Linked DNA regions of Dromaius novaehollandiae: region 1 is linked to region 2. Evidence: chromatin contacts called from public Hi-C data. All regions are on one chromosome and are shown on one strand. Each heading gives the region's core, a stretch centred on a gene start, on an enhancer-like site or on the middle of the called end of the contact. The rest is flanking DNA. Distances are from core to core; before and after follow the strand shown. Region 1 holds the start of NUDCD1 (NudC domain containing 1). Region 2 has its middle 28 kb from the start of TMEM74.

The links. Hi-C and Micro-C count contacts between places; a contact is called where the count stands out from the background.
Region 1: a contact with region 2 is called in a Hi-C map of liver, with 7 times the contacts expected there. The contact joins the promoter of NUDCD1 here to the enhancer-like site in region 2. A contact is called at or near these places in 2 of 4 Hi-C or Micro-C datasets (brain and liver).

Annotation. Positions count from the first base shown.
Region 1 is chr2:150,996,871-151,002,990 of bDroNov1.hap1, forward strand. NUDCD1 (NudC domain containing 1) reads right to left here and starts at 2,644. Exons shown (of 11, transcript XM_026099767.2): 1 at 2,408-2,644. The coding sequence starts at 2,525. It overlaps ENY2 (ENY2 transcription and export complex 2 subunit), which reads left to right and starts at 2,816. Exons shown (of 5, transcript XM_064507807.1): 1 at 2,816-2,888; 2 at 3,246-3,338; 3 at 3,998-4,068; 4 at 5,482-5,556. The coding sequence starts at 3,271.
Region 2 is chr2:150,837,037-150,843,745 of bDroNov1.hap1, forward strand. No RefSeq gene overlaps it. Among named protein-coding and RNA genes, the nearest start is that of TMEM74, 28 kb to the left of the region's middle. Within about 2 kb of position 2,930, at least 2 of the 2 cell types and tissues checked have open chromatin away from gene starts, as enhancers often do.

The sequences.
Region 1 (6,120 bases), core at 1,394-3,893, 160 kb after region 2:
ACGTTAATCTTCCAGATTCTATTACCACATCTTTCTGCATATGTGTGAATAAAATCATAGATTAGTCATGCTGATGGTGTTCCTTATCCTTTGACTTTCTCTTCAGCTATTACATTTTATTCACTACCACTATAAGGAAATAAAATCAAGTTCTATGCTCAAAGAGCAATGTTAATTTAATAATCCCCAAATACTAAATTCTTGTGTGTGTGTTTCTGAAACTTTAAATCTGGTCACAGATGTGCTGGAAACTAGAAGTCCTTGTCCTTCTCATACAGTATTAATTTCTTCTCCTTCACAGTGATTTGAAAAAGCCATCACCTACAGGCCATGGTCTCTATGGTTCAACCCATATTTCTGACCACAATATAAGCCAAGATATAGAAGGATGCCTTAAATCTAACTCAAATGTAAACCACCGTCTCCAGGAAATGCAAAGTTCTGGTACAGGCTACCTCTGCACTGTGAGGAAGCTGTCTGGAAGTAAACAGAAGAAAACCAAAATGGATAGTGAGCTGGTTGTATGGCCTAAGGACAGGCTGAAATAAGGATAGATAAAACACCTAGAGGAACCAGATACAGGTTTGGTTCACAGTTTGGGTTACAAATAAAAAAGAAGTGGGGTTAGACTATCCAGTGGCCTGATATCCAGATACACACGTGCACAGAGCAGACTAAATGATTTGATACTAACGATATAGCAGGATAGGCAAATAAGTTGGACTGAAAATGAGTCAGGATGTTGCAGGGAGTGGAGAGGGAAAGGAAGAGAAGTGCACACACTGATCTTCTCTCACATAAGTTACTGTAACTATTAGATAAAATACCTGCCAAGAACCATCTAGATTCACCTGTCCATTAGCAATGCCATCATTTAAGTATTTTAATGGAAATGTGCTATTCTTATCTAGTTAGAATAGGTATGCAGTACACCATCCAAGAACCACATAGCTCATTTGACCTTTACACAGGCAGAACATCAAATACAAACAACAAACAGGCAGAAAGACAAAACTACATGATAGTTAAAGAGGGCAACTTAAATCCTGCAGAAAACATTTTAACCGTTTAAAAAAAAGAATACATTTTAGTAAGATAGCCCAAAATATCTTAAATATTAATTTAGCAAAACTCATGTCTCAAAACTAAGAGGCAAAACTAAGAAACTACACCTATCCTATGCTAATTGTTGCTATCTTTGCCACAGCTGTAGTATGCCCCTAACACAAACACATTTTTTTGAATTAACTTTTAAAAGGCAACACAGTTCAATAGTCTACACCAGCCTAACAGTAAAAATGCCAAACTACACAATCAAAAAATGTCATTCTTGCTAAATGTTGCAGCCCTATAATTGGCACATACATAATATCACCTAACAAATACACTCATTCACTCCTCATTCAAACACAGTTCACATCCAGCTTCCATCTTACTGCTGACAGTTCACCAGAGCAAACATACTTTTCTGTTTCACTATTAACATGATGTACTCAATGCTAACATTAAAAATGCCTAAAAGGTAATTCAGAAGAAAGGCATATCACTCAGTAAATATATAGATCAGGCAAAGGTCAGCCCACCAAAGTTGTGCTATATTACAGTCACAGCTTTAAAAACAAAGGAAATAAAATTATTCACCTTAGAACGCACCTGAATTCAACAAGTCAACAGAGCCAAAATGCTGAGAGATTTCAGGGGGAACAACTAAGGCTGTAAGCACACCTACCCAAACACTACTTCATGTTCATGTTCTTCTCAATGAACCGAGAGCCCAGCGACTTGACCTGCTCAGGGACCAGTACCTGGAACGCTGCTAACAGCTAGCTGGAAAAGCAGAGCACGGAACGAGTAGCCAGAAGTGTCACCTCTGAACCAAGAGTGCAATAAAGAAGAAAAGTGGCTGGTCTACTAAAGTTTATACGAGAGATCAGTTTCATACATATTTCTCTAACTCATGCCTACTCACTTCAAGCCTATTTCTAAGACCACCTTTTCAAAGGAGATCAGCTGGCCACGGGGCCTCACCACCTGCACACAAGCCAATACCGGATTCCTCCCACAGGTTTCCTGATCCATTCAGACACTAAATCCAAGCCGAGCAGGACAGGCAGCTGGAAGTCAGGGGTCTGATACGTGGCAGAGACCTTGGTCCACCAGGAAGCCAGCCGGCGAGGCTGGGGGACCACGGAAAACAGTGCAGCCAGCCCTAACAAGGAAACCACCGTAACAAGCAGCACCTACGGGCGCCCCAGGCCGCCCACGGGGCAAGGCGCGCGGCCTCCCCCGCAGCGGGGCTGGGCCGAGCCGCACCGCCCCCCCCAGGGTACGCAGGGCCGCGGGCCGAGGCTCACCACGGCCTCCCGCCGCCGGCCCAGCCCGCGGCCTCCTCCGCGCCGCGCCTCACCCGCGTCGAGCCCCAGCTGGTAGCAGGCCAGCGGCTCCAGGGACAGCTTGTAGCCCTCGAACTTGGGGTCCAGGAGGAGGCGCTTCGCCCTCAGGGAGCAGTGCGCGGCGCCCTCCATCCCCGGCGCGGCAGCGGCGCCACGAAAGCGCACACAGGCGGCAGCACCTCCCCTCCCCGCCACGCGCCCTGTAGCGCGGAGAGCGGCCGCGCGGAGAGCGGCCGCAGGGCACCACGGGGAGGGTAGTTCCGGACGCCGAAAGGCCTGCCGGACGCCGCGGGGCATGCTGGGAGTTGTAGTTCGGGGCCAAGCACTGTCGCTAGCGCTGCGGAGAGGGGCACGTGGGCAGAGAGGTTCGCACTCAGCCGCAGGCGCCCTCTGGGGGCGGGGGCGCGCAGCATGCTGGGAGTTGTAGTTGCCGAGCTGGCCGCCGGGGTCTGGGCCTCGGACTCCATTTCCCGGCGCCGCCGGCGCGCTGAGGAGGTGGAGCGTGGTGGGCTGCGCTGGGCTGCGTGTGGGGGGGGGGGGGGGTGGCGCCGTCTTCCGCGGGTGGTGGGCGGGAGGCAGTGCTGGGAGGTGAGACTCGCCGTCCCGGGGGGCAGCCGCCGCTGCCCGCGCTGGGGGGCGGCGGGGAGGAGAGGGGGCTGCGGCGGGCCCGGGCCCGGGCCCGGGCCTGGGCCTGGCAGGGAGGGGCGGTGTCGCCGGCAGCCCGGGGCGGGGGAGGCGTTTCCGCGGCCCCGGTTCTCGGCTCGGCCCTGCCCCGGCCAAGGGCCGCTTGGCTTCAGGCGGTGAAGCCCGGGCTTTACTGATATTGTTGAAACTTGCTCTTGCTTTGTGTAGATCTGTGAAAACCTAGACTCGCAAAATGAATAAAGATGCCCAGATGAGAGCAACCATTAACCAAAAGCTGATAGAAACAGGAGAGCGAGAACGGTGAGTGCGTTTCCTGCACTATCCCTGTAAGATGCTTTAAATGTTATTGAATGTGAATGACGTCTGGAAGTAAAGCGTAACTAAATTTAACTCCAAATTCTTATTTAATTCTAAATCGTGTTATATAGATGGATATTTCTCTTATTTTTAGTATGTTACTCCAGAATACATGTTCCCCTGTTCCTCACCCAACGTGAGATAAAGTGTGGCTGGGCAGACAGACCTGTGGTTAAAGATATATGTAGTACAGAACTCTTCTTTGGTGGGGTGAGCTTTATTTATTTTGAAGACCTGATTGCAAGTGAAATGTTCTGACTTTAAAAGCCTGCACACATTTGGCAGCAGACTTGACTCAGGGAGCTGAAGTGTTTATATCCTTATGTTTCTATCTTTTTTCTGTGACTGTAGTAGCAAAACTGCCTGAAGAAGTACTGTGAATCAGCTTCTGAGCCAAGACCTCTTTATTGTCCAACATGGTAAAATTAACTGAAATTGGTAGGATCAATTCAGGGTAGGATTCACGTGCTGTTCAGCCGTTTCTGCTGCTCCTCTTGTCAGTCACATGAGCAGTAATTGTAGACTTAATTTCCCTACTGATGCATATTTAAGTTAGGAATGTTTGCTTCTGCTAGCAAGAATTCAACTTTTTGTCTTAACAGCCTTAAAGAGTTGCTGAGAGCCAAGTTAATTGAATGTGGCTGGAAGGATCAGTTGAAGGCACATTGCAAAGGTAATGGTAGCCAACAAACTAATGTCCTTTTTAATCAACTAAGGTTCTAGCCAAATGTCCTAGATAAAAGCTTCAACTGCCTAACAGTCAATCTTTACAAGACTTAGGCAAGAGGAAAGTGTCCATGGCAATTGACAATTTATGTAAGAAAATTGTAATGTAAGAAAAATCTTGCTATCTTCTATTGGTCTTGAAATTTTCAAATTTCTTCTCTGATCTGAAACTCATTAGGTTTCTGAGAAAAGTATTAGTATTGGTTCCCTAGGTATTAATGCTCATACAGGTTTTTGTTTTGGGGACTTCCTAATCACAGGAGAATAAAAACAAGAAAAAGGAAATTGAGAGAAAATGGACTGTGGTAAACAACTTACAAACACAGAACTGCATCATTTGCATATAGGAGTGAGAAAGAAAAGTGCTTTTGAATACATTTCATGAAAATAGGATAATCTACCCAGATAAGAGAAAACAACCTGAAGTCTTTCATGTCGAATTAACTGTTTATCGTTACTACAACAGACAGATCCAACAGAAGGGACAGTTATTTGCTTTGGTATTTCCGCCTAGATCCTCTTGCAATTGCGGATTAGAGCCAATAACTAAGCAGTACATGATGAGCTTTTACAGGAAGTTGAACCAGGAAAAAACAGTGTTCAAACAATACATGTGATGTCAGTTGGTAAACCAGATTTTGGTGTCTTGGGGACTAAGATTCTTCAGACCTTTTACCTATTGACATAAAGTTAAAACATTCATGTTTAAAGAACACATTCTAGAACTATGCTGCTGAATTCAAGACTTTTTTCAGCATTGACTTCTGCATTTTCAGTAGTCTTCAAGTTTTATAAGTAGAGAATTTCTTTGAACAAATGCTAGAATGTATTAATCACACAGTATTTATCATAGTTTTTATATTTTGTGATAGGTTTTTACCTGTCTCAGATTTACTTTTTCTTTGCTGAAATGTGGATAGAAATGTTGTTTAAACCAATTAGGAAGATAAGTATTTACAGCTCTTTTGTGCTGTCCTTTGTTGGATGTTAAATTGAAGTCTTGTATACACAACTTTGAGGAAGACAGATGCAATTGGAACGATTTGTTTGGAGATGTGAGCAGACCAACCTGCAAACTACTACAACACTTCCAGTAATACGCAAGTTTGGTAATATTCAGATAAACTTACACTTTGTAACATGAGATTTTTAAAATATGACCTGGTTGAGATGCGTCAGTAGGGATAGGTTCACATTCTTAAACCTATAGTAGGAAATGGAAACTAAATCCATTGTAATATAAAGTCACTAGTCTTCTCTGACCTACGCGTGCAGGCTTTGTATCTTAATCATTGGCACAAGTTTTGTCTTATAATGAATAAACTAAAAGTCTTCAAATGTCTGTGCTGGCCTTCTTTAGATGTGATTAAAGAAAAAGGATTAGAGCATGTTACTGTTGACGATTTGGTGGCAGAAATCACTCCCAAAGGCAGAGGTAAGAAAATTAAATGGAAAAGTGACTGTGATCATGCATGAACAAATATACCTATCTATATTTCAAGGTTAGTTTCAAAGCAGCACTGTGAACTAGCTTATGTTGTATGTGAAGGAAAAGTGTTAATAGCTTGATATTAACTGGAAACAAAATGTTTAAATTTGTATTGTGTAACAACCATTCTTTTTGCACTGACCCTTGTGTATAAAATACTTTTCAAGGTTACTTTTTGTAGTCATGTGAGCCTATCTTCATATTTATAATTACTATGTACTACTAAATATTACTATTAAGTCCCAGGAAAATTTCTGTCACTGAAGTAACATTGCCTTAGGTATGTAGCAGAAATTTTCTAAAATTCCAATTGTTTCGTAGAAAAAAACCTGAACTAACAGGGTACTAGCATAATGGATAGTGGGAAAAGCAAAGGACAGAACATGCGCGCACACACACACACGCACGGAATTCTTTATACATACAGTTCTACTTGGAGTGTCTAAGAAGCTTTGCTGATTGTGGGAGAAACTTCATTATCTCTTAAATAAAAATAGACCTTCAGAATAA
Region 2 (6,709 bases), core at 1,680-4,179:
AGGATCTACAAGTGCTGCTTTCATAACATTTGACATCTTCAAATAACACATCAGTTTTTCTCTCTTCTCTAGATGTCTGAGCTTTTTATTTCTAACTCTTCCAAATACCTACTGTTTTGTAGACACACATAGAACATACTGAAGCACGTATATTCTACCATAAATATAGAAAACCCTTACATAGAAATAGCCCTACACAAATTATTATGTCCACCAAAGGTAGAAATAAAAATGTGTTAAGCAGTTCAAAATAGATACTGTGTGCTGTTAAAGTAATATTTAAAATACTTTTTACTTGGACACCACCAAGCTTTTTGTACCTGTTATTGAATCATACTTTTTGTTTTTCCCCAGAAAGCTCAATTAGTTTCTGGATTTTTTCATGTTATTTCACTATGGTATTCTTAAAGTTTATTCACTCCCAACTTCTTGCTCATCTACTGACATGCTCCATTCTTTTTCCAATAAGTCCTCACCTACTCTATGTCCTGTTCCTACAACCATCATTTCTGTAGAATTAGAGCAGTGTTCAATCTGTGGGCCTGCTCATATTTTTTTCCAGCTCAGCATTTAGCCCATGCTCAGTACAGGAATCAGTCTAGTGATCAGAGCTGCCCAGCTTCATGTCAGGCCCCGGTGCTTCCAAAGGAGATGTAAGAGCTTCTATGAGTCTGAGGAGAGAAATTTGTTTATTCCCAAAAGATGTCTTGCTAACCTTGTGAGAGACTGGATAAGCTCTAAATCACAGCGTTTGTATTCTTTCCAGAACATTTTTCACATTGACTCACAGAGCTGTTGAATATATGTATTACCCACTTCTTTTAGCATTTTTCTTCATTTTTGCTCTCTGGTATCTTGCCACGGTTGGAGTCGCACTTTGATAACAGACAAAAACTGCTCTGTCTATTAACGAGCTCACCTTTCAGCCTCCTTCTAAGGGTGCACAGCACATGAAGATACAACGATGCACGGCTAGCTTGTTAAGATCTAGCTGGCATGAGCTAAGAATAGCACAGGGGGCTTGACAGCAGGGACTTCTGCCCCGGTTGCTGAGGAAGATGCGACGTGTTGAGGAATGAGGGCTTGAAGCACATGCTGAGCTGCAGGAGCAGGTATTCCTGCAGGCTCATACCTGGGGGCTTGATGAAAGTGAGGAGGCTTAAGCAGGACCAAAGGAAAGTCATGTTATGCCTATGTTCCTTGCCAGACTGGGTGTCAGGCTTTCGTCTCTCCAGCAGCTAGCTTTTAGTCTTTCATTTTGCGTCTGGTCTAGGCCATTTTCTGGTGTTACTTGGTGGTTAAAATGGAAATGTTATCCTCTAGGAAAATAATATAAACGTCCTTCTCCAATATTTTGGTAATACAGTTACCACGTACTGGCCATGAGGGTGAAAATTATGTCATCAAAGTATCTTTAGTCTAAAATCAATTATATATCCTTGGTCACATCATTGCAATATTTGTTTATTGAAAATGTAATTCTTTGTGGTGTGCACTTTAAATTTATCTGAAGTGTGTATGAACATCCCTCTGAGCTCTTTCTTGGCCTTTCAGATGAGTGGGCAGCCATCCACTACGTTCTCTTGGTTAAAATCACATTGTTACTATTCTTTTAATCTAACAAAAGCATCCAATTAGATACTTGCTCTTCAGTTTGAGGGTAGCCTGGAAATAAATAGATGAGACTAATGGAATCCTAATGGCCTGTAAAAATGAACCTTTTATTGGGATATTATAAAGTTCTTAATGGGTTCTCTTGCTTCTGTCTCTGGATAAGTGCAGAATGTGGGCACAATGTTCTAGCACAGCTAGTGAATTTGTTTCTTGTCAATGCTTTTCTACATGTATATTGCACGTGTCTTTGGTCAGAAATTGTTCATGTAAGCAGGTAAGCAAATAAAGAAGCATATATTTAAGGCACATATTTAAACCCTGAAGAGCTCTTATTTCAGTTTGGGTGACTAATAGAAACCAAGACTATAACTGCTACTTGTTTGTGTTCATGCTTAAGATGAGTAGGCAGGATTTGGCACATGTTCACTATCCATCTGAAAGGAAATACATGTCACATTTTGAATGTTGAGAGCTTAAAAAATTAAACCAGGGTAGCCAAAAATTATACTATGACTTCAGTTATTTAATTTATGGGCTGACTAATCTAATGCCAAGCTAAAGTAGCAAAGCACTTAACTGAAGCAAAACAGATGGTCAGTGAATCAACATTTCTGTGGAGCGTGATGTTTTTATCCATTTTTCAGTTCTCTCAGCATTATTATCACAGTATTGATCCTAGCATTGGATTTTATATCAATTTACGTCACCTGATATCATATGATCAGGATAAGAACAAACATAATCTTTCTCCAAGAAAGATACAATTTTAATAAGCCTTCTGGAGAAAACAGCTGTGGCAGTTTTCATGGAAAACTAGAGGTCAACCTACTGTTTACATACATATTTAAAACCTTTTAAAGCATTCTTCTGCATACACATTTCGGTTACATTACCTTTAAAAACATTTTGTTCCTTGCTGCTTAGGAAGATGTCAGACATTCATAATGCAAGACCTCCTGTTCTGAGCACCGCTGTACTGTGGCTGCTGCTGCTTGCCCTGTTTATTGTGATTTTTCTACCAGAAAATGTCTTAGAGGTCAGAGGGTTTCTCCATCATGTGAAATGTTTGGATTTTGGTCAGTCAGCGACTTCTAAGAAGGAAAATATTTCGGCTGCATTTTTGCGGCCAGGTTTAATATTCAGGTAAGTGTTAGACTCTGCCTTTTCCTGTTCTGCAGCTCATGGTTAGAAAAGAACAACCTGGTTTTATAATTCTCCTCCACAAAACGTTATCTGGGGCCGGGCAGTACAGATCAGCCTTGTAACTCAGGAATTTGGGGGCACATTTTACAGCCAGTAGGAGTTAAAGCAGTGCCTGCAACAAGCACTGCTTTCATCAAAACAGAGCCATGTTAATGGGCTGGAACAGGCGATCAGGTTACGATGCAGCGTCGTATTTATGCATTCGGCTTGTCCGCAAGTTTTGCCTTATTATTCCTCTCCCCCATAGGTGTAGGTGCTTCCTGGCTTTGGCTGGTCAGGCAGCGAGCTTGCGCAGGGAGCCTCAGCAAGTTGTTTTTTTCTCTCCAGCTCCATTCTCTCACATGATACGTGCTACTTTCTATGTGTTTGCTATGCTTTACTTCTCTGTATTTGCTTCTGTGCAAACCATTTTCAGTCAGAAAGGTGAAGGAGAGGTTGTAAGCGTAAAGCTTTGTAGCTGCAGGGAATGCTATTTACTGGAGCACTGAAACTTCCCCAGGACTTTCACCTAGATACAGGGAGAACAGGACCTGTGCATTACATAGGGCTATAATGGTGGCATGATCAAACCTCTGCACGATTAACTGCTTCTATCAGTGTGATCTAATTTCCCAAAGCAGAAGAAACTTTTTCAAGGATACTTGCAGCTGCCTCAAATTATTAGTTGATATAAAGGGCATTCCTAAATTGCTAAGGATATGGCAGAGCTGCTTTTTTTTATTTTAGGCTGGCCACATAGTCACTAGATACTCTGAGCCACCAGGAAGCTTTGAGTAGCACCAGATATTTCAGAATGTTTTCCCACTTACAGGTGGGCCCAACTTAAAAAATATGAGGAGTTCCAGGAAAATAATGATAATTTACAACTTTATCCCTTCGGCACTCTGAAAGTAGAGGCTTATGTGCAACTTTTGCAACAGTATGTTATGGATGCTAACAATTCACATGGATTCAGGAGTGATTCGAAAGCTTCATGAAAGGAATCCTTTGGGGTTTAAGTGTACAGAGCTCGTGGGCTGCAAATGTCTGGAGGCTGGGAGAAGTCCCCTAAGAAATATCATCTGCACTTGTCCTCTTGTATTTTTGTGTAGACATCCATTTTTTTGCTTTAGACTGACCCAGTATGTTTGCTTTTATGTTCCTATGTAGAGAACTTTCTGGAGAGCCAGTCCAAGGGAAGCAACCTTTGCCAGGAGTAAAACCAATAGTTTCAGAGTGCCGTGTGGCTTGGCCCAGCATCAGAAGCTGCTATCACCACTGTTGCTGGTGGTGGCATCCAGCACGCATGTACACACACACACACACACACACACACACACACACACACACACACACACACGGATAAAAGAAGAAACCCTGGAAATTCTTCCTTTAACCTAAACTTAAGAGCAGCGTGTTCAAATAAAGCAAATTTGCTCCCTTCCAAATCACTGCATTTACAGGGAAAACATAAATTTTCCTCTGAAGTAAGCTTCAGAGAACACATTAGGGGTCTTAGTCATGTCGCTTAACAAGCTAATGAAAGGAACTCACTCAAGTATGGCAGTGATGGGATGGTATTAACACTCATACACAGCAGACAGTTCTGCTTTAAATAAAATTTCCTGAATTAAAACTCAAGGAAAATCAATAGGAGTTACTAAAAAAGTGCCTGTTCCTATAGAAAGAACATTTCATATAGAAATAATCCCAAATGCACACATAATCAAAGTAATGGCAGTGAAGATTCTTTTCTTCTTGATAGCTTAGCTTTGATTTTGCTTTTTGACCATGATATGCAAAAACAATGCTGTAAAATGGCTGAAGTCAGCAATTGCTATCCTGAAGCAAAACAAATGTTTCTCAACTGAGAAAGAAAACCTCTCTCTCTCCTTTGTCCTTTGGTTTAAGCATTAAGATCTCTGGCTGAGAGAGGCCTTGCTAAAGAGCGATGTGCTGCAGGAGCAGGGCGAGTCACAGGTCAGCAGGATTTCTCAGTGTCAGGGCTGAACGGCTTTACTGCTGTTACCAAAACGCGTGAAATTCCAGAGGTACACACCAAGATGAAGAGATGCTCTTTGGCACCGGGGTCACCCTCATCCATTACCCCTGTGTGAGTATGGCCTCCATGATCCCCACCTGCCCCCAGGTTTGCCTGTCCCTGCCCCTGGCCTGCAGCCCCCCTTCCTGTGTGCCAATACAACCTGCAGGTGGAAGGACGCAGGTGTCCGACCCCCTTTTGGCACTCCTGAAACCCCCGGAGGCTGTCTGAGACAAGGGTGCCTTCTACCCTGCCCTTGCTACAGCTCTGGGTTCGCAATTAGAGAAATAACATTTCAGGAGATGAAATCCCATGTAGCCATAGATATAATTCTCTTCCAGCACTGGATACATACTGCAATCTAAATTTAAACTAGTGTAATGAGTGAAGCTAACAGTGATATTCTGCATTTGAGTTGAATCAGTGCAGGATTTTGAGTGAAAATTTTCAGGGAGAACCTCTGCGCCTCCAGCACCTACTGAGCTGTGATGGGGGTAAGTCAGCTGGGCCCCAGAGCTGGTCTTTGCTCTTTTCTTAGGTACCTGGGGTGGATTCATCTCTGGGTTATAGACATCTAACTTCAGCCCTCTGAATAAAAGTGTCCACCTGTGAGCTGGAGGCTGCTGCCAGCCCCCTAGTACAGATGTCTAGTCCCATTTGAGAGCCCCCGGGGTGCTGAAGACATCAACATGGGGCTGGTAGGACAGTAGTGCAGGACTTAAAGGTAGCCCCGTACTCTTCTGGAATACCAGCTGGATACCCTACGACATCCCAAGAGGCATTGCACACCCCTGCGTGGGCAGCTCTCTACTGACTGTAACAGGAATTTAAGCAAATAAATGCCTCTAATTCAGAGCTGAATTTCACCCCTAGAGTAACAAAGAGAGAAATGAGACACAGTAATAAATAATTTTGAGCTTCATGTACTGATACTATTACTTATTAATTATTTGTTTAAAGTAGGTCCTGAGAACCTAAATCCTTGCCAGGACCCATGAAGTTAGGTTTTGTACAAGCGAGGCTTAAAAGCAAGTTCTGCGCGCACAAAGGGCTTACAGACTCCCAGGGCACCATGGCGGGGAGCAACAGGCTGGGACACGGAGCACACGAGTAAATGCATGTGTGTGCTTGAAAACCTGCAAGGCTGAAAAATGGTTGATACCTCCTGCAACTACTTCTTCTTGAGGCAGACTTTAACAGCCTGGTTGGGAGGTATGCCCGAGAGTGTTTTGTCTTTCATTCAGAGGACAGAGCCTGGGCCCTTTCTTGTATGTTGAAAGGGCAGCGTAAGTAAAGGATAATGTGAGGGTGGCCCTTCAACTAGTGATCAGTGCAGCCTACCACAGAAATGACAGGCTGTACAGATCGGCTCTACTTCGATGGTTAAAAGACTGCTCTTTGGAAAGCAAGGATAAAAATGTCTCATTAGCTCAGCAGGTTCAGGTCTTTACTCCAAACCTTAATTTGCAGGCAAAGCCACCTGAGTACTGCACTTCAATAAAGAAAAAAGAAATTCTGCATATTTTTATCTTTGCCTGCAATACCTTCTAGCTGGCTTGTCTGAGTCACTGACGAACGAGTTTCCACATCAGAGTATTTCTGAGCAGCTTGCATGTATTGTTTTCAGTAGCTTTTTTCAAAATGACTGTATGTTTTCTGTGCCTGCCTACTCTAGTTTCAGCAAAATACCTTTGTTTCCTCTTATTCCCTAAGGGTGAAATTAGTTTTTCTTCTGTTATTAGTTCCCCCCAACAATAGATTTTTTCCTTTTCATTTGTCTCTTAAATAATAACTTATTTTCTGCCTTTACTAATATCCTTTATTAACACTCAAGTGATTGCTTATTGCTAGCAATTTTTATTTGTTTATAAT